2 separate regions of the Mus musculus genome follow, and region 2 is linked to region 1. The links are chromatin contacts, called in public Hi-C maps. All regions are on one chromosome and are shown on one strand. The core of a region is the stretch at or near the end of the contact, and the rest is flanking DNA. Distances in the headings are between cores, read along the strand shown.

What was found. A called contact is a pair of places that touch in the nucleus more often than the background predicts.
Region 2: a Hi-C map of liver shows a contact between it and region 1, with 2.3 times the contacts expected there. The contact joins two enhancer-like sites. A contact is called at or near these places in 2 of 484 Hi-C or Micro-C datasets (Sertoli cells and liver) and 1 of 9 other capture datasets (adipose tissue).

Annotation. Positions count from the first base shown.
Region 1 is chr14:27,116,970-27,120,941 of GRCm38.p6, forward strand. It overlaps a transcript of Arhgef3 not described here. Among named protein-coding and RNA genes, the nearest start is that of Il17rd, 80 kb to the left of the region's middle. Within about 2 kb of position 1,827, at least 2 of the 459 cell types and tissues checked have an H3K27ac peak or open chromatin away from gene starts, as enhancers often do. A contact at or near this core is called in liver, where this site is marked.
Region 2 is chr14:27,297,050-27,301,021 of GRCm38.p6, forward strand. It overlaps a transcript of Arhgef3 not described here. Among named protein-coding and RNA genes, the nearest start is that of Gm34754, 16 kb to the left of the region's middle. Within about 2 kb of position 1,987, at least 31 of the 459 cell types and tissues checked have an H3K27ac peak or open chromatin away from gene starts, as enhancers often do. A contact at or near this core is called in liver, where this site is marked.

The DNA.
Region 1 (3,972 bases), core at 577-3,076:
TGAGCATCGGAGAAAGCAAAGCTCAGGAGGTTGAGCAAGAGGATCAGAAGTTCAAGGCCAGCCTGTTTTCAGAATCCAAGATAGGCAGTGGGAAAGGGGACAAAAAGAGGCAGGGGGAAAAAAGAAAAGAAAAAAAAAAGCAAAGGCATTGCCATAATCTAGAAGCCCTCAAGGTCAAGGTCTGGGTTGCTCAGGACACTGATACTGAATTGGGGTGGAGGTGGGGGTAGGGATGAGGGTGGGGGTGGGAAGGTTATTTATTTGTCTTTTTTGTTTTTTATTTTTGTATTTCTATTCTTTCTCTGATCTTTTCTGAATTATTCTGAGTCACTTTATTCATTGTGGTCTTTATTGTACTGACTGAAAACCTTGGGCCCTTAATCTTCTTAAACCTTAAGGATTTCTGCAAATAATCTCTGATTTGGATTACCTGGTGTCTATAATCAAAGAGAGGGGAAATGAAGTAGCCGTGTGTGGTTCTGATTCACTAAGGTTTTCTGGGAACATATGCACAGACAGACAGATAGACAGACAGACACAGACACAGACACACACACACACACACACACACACACACACACACACACACACACACACACACGACTTGGAAATAGTATTTTGTTTGTTTGAAACAGAGTTTGATACATAGCCAGGCTGGCCTTGAACTATCCATCCCCCTGGCTCAGCATCCACAGTGCTGGGGTTATAAGTATGTACCAGTAAACCCTGCCAAATGTTCTTGTGTTTGCTTTATTTGAGATAGGGTCTCACTCCGCAGCACAGAGTAGCCCAGACCTCACTGTAAGCCCAGGCTGGTCTCGACTTTATGGTAATCCTCCCACTTCATCCTCCACATTCTAGGATCACAATCATAAGCTACCATGGCCTGCCAGAGGTTGTCTTGAACCCCATAGCCCAGTTTAATGACTGCATTCCAAGCCATACCATGGAAGACTGGGTGTACAGCTCAGTAGAGCATTTACCTAGCATGCACGAAGCTCCAGGTTTAGTCCCCAGCACCACACAGAACGAATGCCTTTAGGAGAAAGTGCTAGACCTGTCTTGGTGCCGAGTTCCTGTTATCCAGAACATGGGCAGTGTTCTTCCCATTGGAGTTGGCAGCCCAGTGGCAAAGACAACAGATGCAGAGCTGACAACCATAGCGTGCAGGTGACATGGAAATGATAGTAGGGAAGGGTCATGCCATTGGCTAGAATGAGGGGAGGACCCTTCCCTACTATCATTTCCATGGAGGCAGAGCGGGTTTGGTGAGAGAATGTGTCTCTGAGAAGGTACACATGAGTAGAAGCCTAAGTGTGTGAGCCTGTGGATATATGGGCAAAGGCCATGCATATGGAGCTCAAGGATAGCTCTTCTTTCTCTTCCTCTAGGGTCTCAAGTAGCCCAGGCTGGCCTCAAACTCCCTATGTAGCCGAATACAACCTTATACTTCTAATACTCCTGCTTCCACCTTCTAGGCACTGGGATAAGCGGTGTGAACGACCTCACCTGGTTTATATGATGCTGGAGGTTGAGCCCATGGCTTTGTGCATGTTAGGCAAGCACTCTACCATCCAAGCCACATTGCCAGCCAGCCAGCCTGTTATCTCTTGAACACAGGGTGAGTCTGGTTGACTTGAGAAGGGGAAGGGAATGAGACAGTGTAGGAAGAGGGTCCTCCCCTCATTCTAGCCAATGGCATCATGCGCTGTGATGCTGGCTGGGAAAGCTGGTACTTCATTTTTTCAGAGGCTGTCAGCTCTGCTGCCATGCAGAGAGCTGGAGGGCAACAGGATCATCCCAGATGATTTATTTGGAAGGCAGCGGGGTCAGGGGAGAAGCTGGTTCTAAAGGTCTCCCGTAGGACTCGCTTGAGGGCACAGTCCACTGCTTCTGGTTAAATAGCTGGCACTGGTGTAATACATAATAAAGAGTCATAGGATTTGGGGGATGCCTGCACCTCTGCGCAGCCATTGAACACAGGGCTGGAAGAGCCAGTGCCTTCATTTCTCGAATGTCTCCCAACTTTTCAGAGGCACCCTCACAAGTGTGGCTAAGTTGAAACCAGTATGTCCCAGAAGGACAGGCTGGTGCACATAGCCAGAAATGGAGAAGGACAGAGAAGGTTCACAGCCTCAGAGGGTCACACATCCTTGAAGCCTGGCTGCCTCCAAGTTATTCATGGTCTTCCACTGCCTCCCACCCACAGTCACCCTTGCTGAGGTGACAGAAACCTCAGAGATGTTTGCCTATCCTTTCACTTCACTCAGTCTCCAGGGTGCCACTGCTCCATCGCTGTCTCCTCTCTCTTTTCCCTTTTGGCTAGAAAACAAATACTATCTAGCCTAAGAAATTCTGGCCATCTTCTTATTATGTACCACTGAAAGCTGTAGAATAGAGCGGGGCATGGTGCTGCTCACTCAAAATCTCAACACTTAGGTGGTGGAGGTAGGGGGAATCAGGAGTTCCTTGGCTATAGATTGAGTTTGAATCTGAGGCCATCCTGGATTACATAACACCCCGTAACAAATATATAAACATTGTAGAATAAAAAAAATGAAATTCTTTTTCTACTCACCATTGCTTCCAGAGATAATGTGTGCTTATTTTTATATGCAGGTGTGTGTGTACCTGTGAGTAGCATTGTGTGTGTGTGCATGTGTGCACACACTCACATACCTGTGCCATTTATTGTATGTGTGTGGAGAGCAAAGGACAACTAGGGGATTGAATTCAGGTCATCAGGCTTGGTAGCAGATGCCTTTACTAGCTAAGCCATCTGTAAAAGCTGTCATACTTGAATCATTTAAATGTATTATTCAGCAATTAATTTTTCTCCATTTAGCTATGTCTAAGAGTGCTTTCTCTATCCACATGTCGGTAAAACTTTACATAAATGCGTGTGGGCATATGTTTACTTTCTCTTAAGTATATATGTGGCAGTGTTTGGGGGGAGGTAGTAATGCTGAGCACTGCATTCAGGGTCCCTCACATTTTAGGCTTGTGCTCCATGCTTAGCTTCATACTTAGCCCAAGTTACCGGGTCACATGTTAACACCATTTGAAAAGCGTATCTGCCATGATGGCTCTATCTCACAGCCCACACCAGGGGACGTGGGCTTCAGTTTCTCCACATCCTAAAGTCCGTCTTTGTGATCACTGCCATTCTGGTGGCTGGCCGGTGTTCTTGATGTGGCTTCTTTTGACTTGTGTTTCCCTGATGTCTGATGATGGAGATTGAGAGAGCATCTCTTCATGTGCTCATTGGCCACCTGTGTTGCATCTTTAGAGGGATATGCCTTTTGCCCATTTAAAGATTTATTTAAAAGAATTATTTATTTATTTTACGTATGTAAGTACACTGTAGCTAACTTCAGACACATCGGGAGAGGGCATCAGATCCTGTTACAGATGGTTGAGAGCCACCATGTAGTTGTTGGGAATTAAACTCAGGACCTCTAAAAGAGCAGTCAGTGCTCTTAACCTCTGAGCCATTTCTCCAGCTCCCTTATTTATTTATGTTGTATTTGTGTGCATGTATCATGGTGCATGCTCAGCCGTCAGCTCTGTGGAGCCTCCTCTCTCCTTCCACACTTATATGGCTTTTGGGAATCTAACTCAGGATGCCAGGTGTCTATGTAAGGGTTTTCTTGCTATGAAGAGACACCATGATCACAGCAATTCTTATAAAGGGAAAGCATTTAACTATTCTGGCTTACAGTTTCCGAGGTTTAGTCCGTGATTGTCATGACGAGGAACATGGCAGTGTGCAGGCAGACATGGTGCCGGAGCAGGAGCTAACAGTTCTAAATCTTGATCCTCAGGCAGCAGAAGGAGACTGGACACCACACTGGGCGTAGCTTGGGCATAGGAAACTTCAAGGCCTGTGACCTCGGTGACATACTTCCTCCAAGAAGGCCACACCTCCTAATAGTGCCACTCCTTATGGGTCAGGCGTTCAGACACTGGAGT
Region 2 (3,972 bases), core at 737-3,236, 180 kb after region 1:
TCAACTCTGCAATAAGGAAAAAGGATACACTAAAAATACCATGTCAACAAAAGGACTTTTCCTCCAGAGACTTCTAAATCAGTAGGACTTTGATGTCTGGCTATTGTGTAAACAGGGCACTTGCCAGACTGTACTGTGCTCACTCTAGAGAGAATTTCCCTACTGACCCATGGGGGTGAAGGTGAGTGTGCAGGTCTCTCATGCTCCCAGATGGTCAGCTGTCCCCTTTCACCTTGTGTTAGGTAATCTTCCAGGACGTGCGTGCGTGTGTGCGTGCATGTGTGTGTGTGTGTGTGTGCATGTTGGTGTGTATGTTGCTGTATGTGTTTTACTGTATGTGTGTGCACATGTTGGTATGTGTATGTATGTGTGCATGTATGTGTGCATGTTTGTGTGTGTATATATTTCTGTTATTACCTTTTGTGTTTGTGTGTGTGTGTATATGTGTGTGTGTGTGTGTGTGTGTGTGTGTGTGTATGTTTGTTTTGCTTGGTCCATTTTTTAAATGAACACTTGGCTGTAATTTGTGGAGGTGCCCATTCAGATTAATCCAGTGGCTGAAATATAAAAAGCATGGGGTCAGAGTGATGATGTAGCTACTGTAAAACGTACAGAATCACACCCAAGAATTTCTGTAATTAAGTGGTCTTTGCAGGGGTGAGGTCTCTGAGTAGGAAACTATGCAACTAAAGCCTTGGAAAAGTCTCACCAGACTCTAGATGCTTATGGTTACATTTTTGTATGAGATACAAGCTGTGCAGTACCTGTGGTGGTGCCTGTGTGCTAATGGTGCACAGGAAGATGGAATCCGTTCAGCCACTCAACATGAGTGAGCACTTTGATGGGAAAGTGGGAGCAGGAGCCATGGACAGCTGATGGCAGTGAACTGGGTAAGCTGTGTCTAATGAGAGTATACACAAGCTCTCTTGCAGCATGCTGTGGCCTCAGAGGGAGCTCGAAGGTTTTTGCCACCTCTTTAAAATGTCTGCCTGAGCAAATGGCTCTTTTTTAACCCTTGTGGCTGCTGTAGGGCAAGACTCCAGCCACGGTGGCTTCTCCCTCTCATCCTCTCACTGAGAAAACAGACAGTGGGCCATGCCAAGAGATCGTAGTTGTTAGCTGTTCTGTTTTACTCTGAATTTGAACAGAACAGGTGTGAGGCTGGTAGTACTTGTGTAGGTGAGAGAGAGGGGTTTTCACCATCTTATACCCTAGAGTGCAGATTGAAGTACCTTAGGTGAGGTGGATACATTTTGGGACTATAGGCTCTCTTTGGCCTTGTGTTGTATATAATATGAACTATCTTATTTTAATCTTCTATGTAGGGGGAAAAAAACTTCTTTTCTGTCCCAACAAATCTTCCTAATTTAGTAAAACAGAATCTTAGAATTTTTACCTTAGAAGGGAAAGCTTTTCTAAGTCTCTCTTGAAACAGGAAAAACTATTTTTTAAATTTTAAATAAATATTGTAATTATAATGGTAATATGGGGGTTGAACCCAGGGTCTCATAGATAAAGCCAGCCACTGCCCCTGGGGTATATCTCCATCTTCTTTTTCCTCTTAAGTATTTCAGACAGGGTTTTGCTAAGTTGTCCAGGCTGACCTTGAATTTGCTCTATATCCCCGACCAGGCTTAAAGCTGTCATTTTCCACCTCAGCCTCCTGAGTAGCTGAGACTGCAGTGTGTGCTTCCAGGCCCAACAGAAAAATCAAGAGTATTAATTTTTTAGTGTCTTTAGGTGAATTTCCAAATCCTCCCCTAGATGCTGTTTCAGCATGTTTCAGGGATGCATGTTTCAGGGATGGTATTAGCCTTCCCAACTCTAAAATGAGATACACTGAAGTAGCCCCCAGACACACAAGAGCTTCTTCCATCCTGGTATCTCAACTGGACTTTTCCTAGCTGCTCACAATGCTGTGCTGAGTCCCTGGTCAAACACACATCACCAACCTTGTGTGCGGGACAAGATGGATAAACAGTACATTGTGCTCTGGAGTGTGTGTTGCAATCAAGGTATTTTTAAATGCAGGTCTTCAGTATGAGCACATTTGGAGCCTCAGCCTTCTTATCTGTATGGTGTGGGAACGGCTGTAGACAGCATTTCTCTTCCTTACCAGCTCTGCCACTTGGGAAGCCTGTGGGAACAAATATTTGTTTTGTTCCAGCATTGAAAGATAAACACACCAAGGGACATATAGTAAATATTTGCAGCCTCCTGAATTGTCCCCCACCCTGTGTTATTGATGACTTTTTCAGGCATTGCATGGGTGGGTTTTCTGTTGTCAGTTTTTGTTTTTTGTCTTTTTGTTTTGTTTTGTTTTGTTTTGTTTTGTTTTGTTTTGTTTTCCATTGAGTATGACAGCAAACGTCTCCAGTGGTCTTAACATGCTCTTTTCTGGGTGTGATGGTGTGTGCCTGTGGTCCCAGCTCTCCTGGAGACTGAAGCTGGAGGATTAGCTGAGTTCAGGAGCTCAGGTCTGGTCTAGGCTACACAGTGTCACTTTAGAAACAGAAGCAAATAGGCAAAGAGGGCAGAGAGAACAACTTAGTGATAGAAGAAAAAGAGCAGAGAGAGTGAAAGAGAAGAGGGAGGGAAAAGCAGTCTGGAAGGAAGGAAGGAAGGAAGGAAGGAAGGAAGGAAGGAAGGAAGGAAGGAAGGAAAAGTAATGCCTTAGAGTACTAGATATTTCCACCTCAGACCAAGGTGTGCTGAAGGAGTCGTGTGCCTCTTCTCTCATTTCCTCTTAGCAACTTGAAGGGAAATGCAGAGGATGACACACCAGGATGAGATAATGCCTGGGATCTGGTGGGTGACATCATCCCAGAAAGGCTTCCTGTGAGAACGGGAGTTTCCGGGCCAGAGTCCTGAGATCCTGAGGGGTGAGGGACCACACTGTTTTCATCCGTAGATTTTGCAAACCTAGCAACCAGGGCCACTTTCTTTCTGCTCTAAGTAAAAGGAGATGCAGCAATGGTGGGGCCATGATCCTTTGCTGTGAGCTTAGAATCTGAAGGTCTTCTTGTGTCAAGGGATCCATGCAATGAGAAGGGCCTGTGAGCAAACCCAGCCATGAATGTCATCTCCAGGCTGCCCAAGTTTGGGTAGGGGGTGCAGAATCTCAAGATCAGACAACCAGGATTTTATCCACCACTGTTTTGTTTAACATATTTCTATATGTTTAATAAACTCTCATCAAAACCATTGTTTTTTTAAACATATTTCTATATGTTTAATAAACTCTCATCCTGGGACATTCATAGATACAGAAAAGCTACAGCCAAGGCGAGAGTCCAGAGAATCCCTGATTACCTTTGCCCAGCTCCCCATCACACTAAACACTTAGCACAGTTAAGAGAGAGTGTTGGTATTTTACTACTGAGATCATAGTAGACTCTGTTGAGACTTGACCACACGTTCATCATATTTAATCATCCATCCATCCATCCATCCATCCATCCATCTATCCATCCATTCATCCATCCATCCATCCATTCATCCATCCATCCGAGACCAGGACTTACTATGTAGTCTAGACTGGCCTCACACTCACGACTCAACATTCTTTTTTAAAAACTGAAAGCTTAATCCCAGTATAGTGATGCTGCCCTGGACTCTCAGCAGTTGGGAAGCTAAGGTAGGAACGTTACAAGTGTGAGGCCCACTTGGGTTACATTGCGAAACCCAGTCTCAAACTAACTAAAAATAACTATAACACACACCTACTCTAAAACACAAACATACAAAATTAAAATATTAAGTTTTGTCTATTCAAGCCTGTGGACTCACCTAGTTACATGAATAGATACTGTATTCTTCTGCCTTTTGGAGCAGGTTAGACAAATGGTCATTTGCCTTTGCTTCACTATGAATGTCAGTGTTGTACTGGTTTCTTAGTATTTTAGACTGATACAAACCCAGGAGCTTAAGCAATTTACATTCTTGGGCCATCCATTGTAGCTTTTAGCTTCT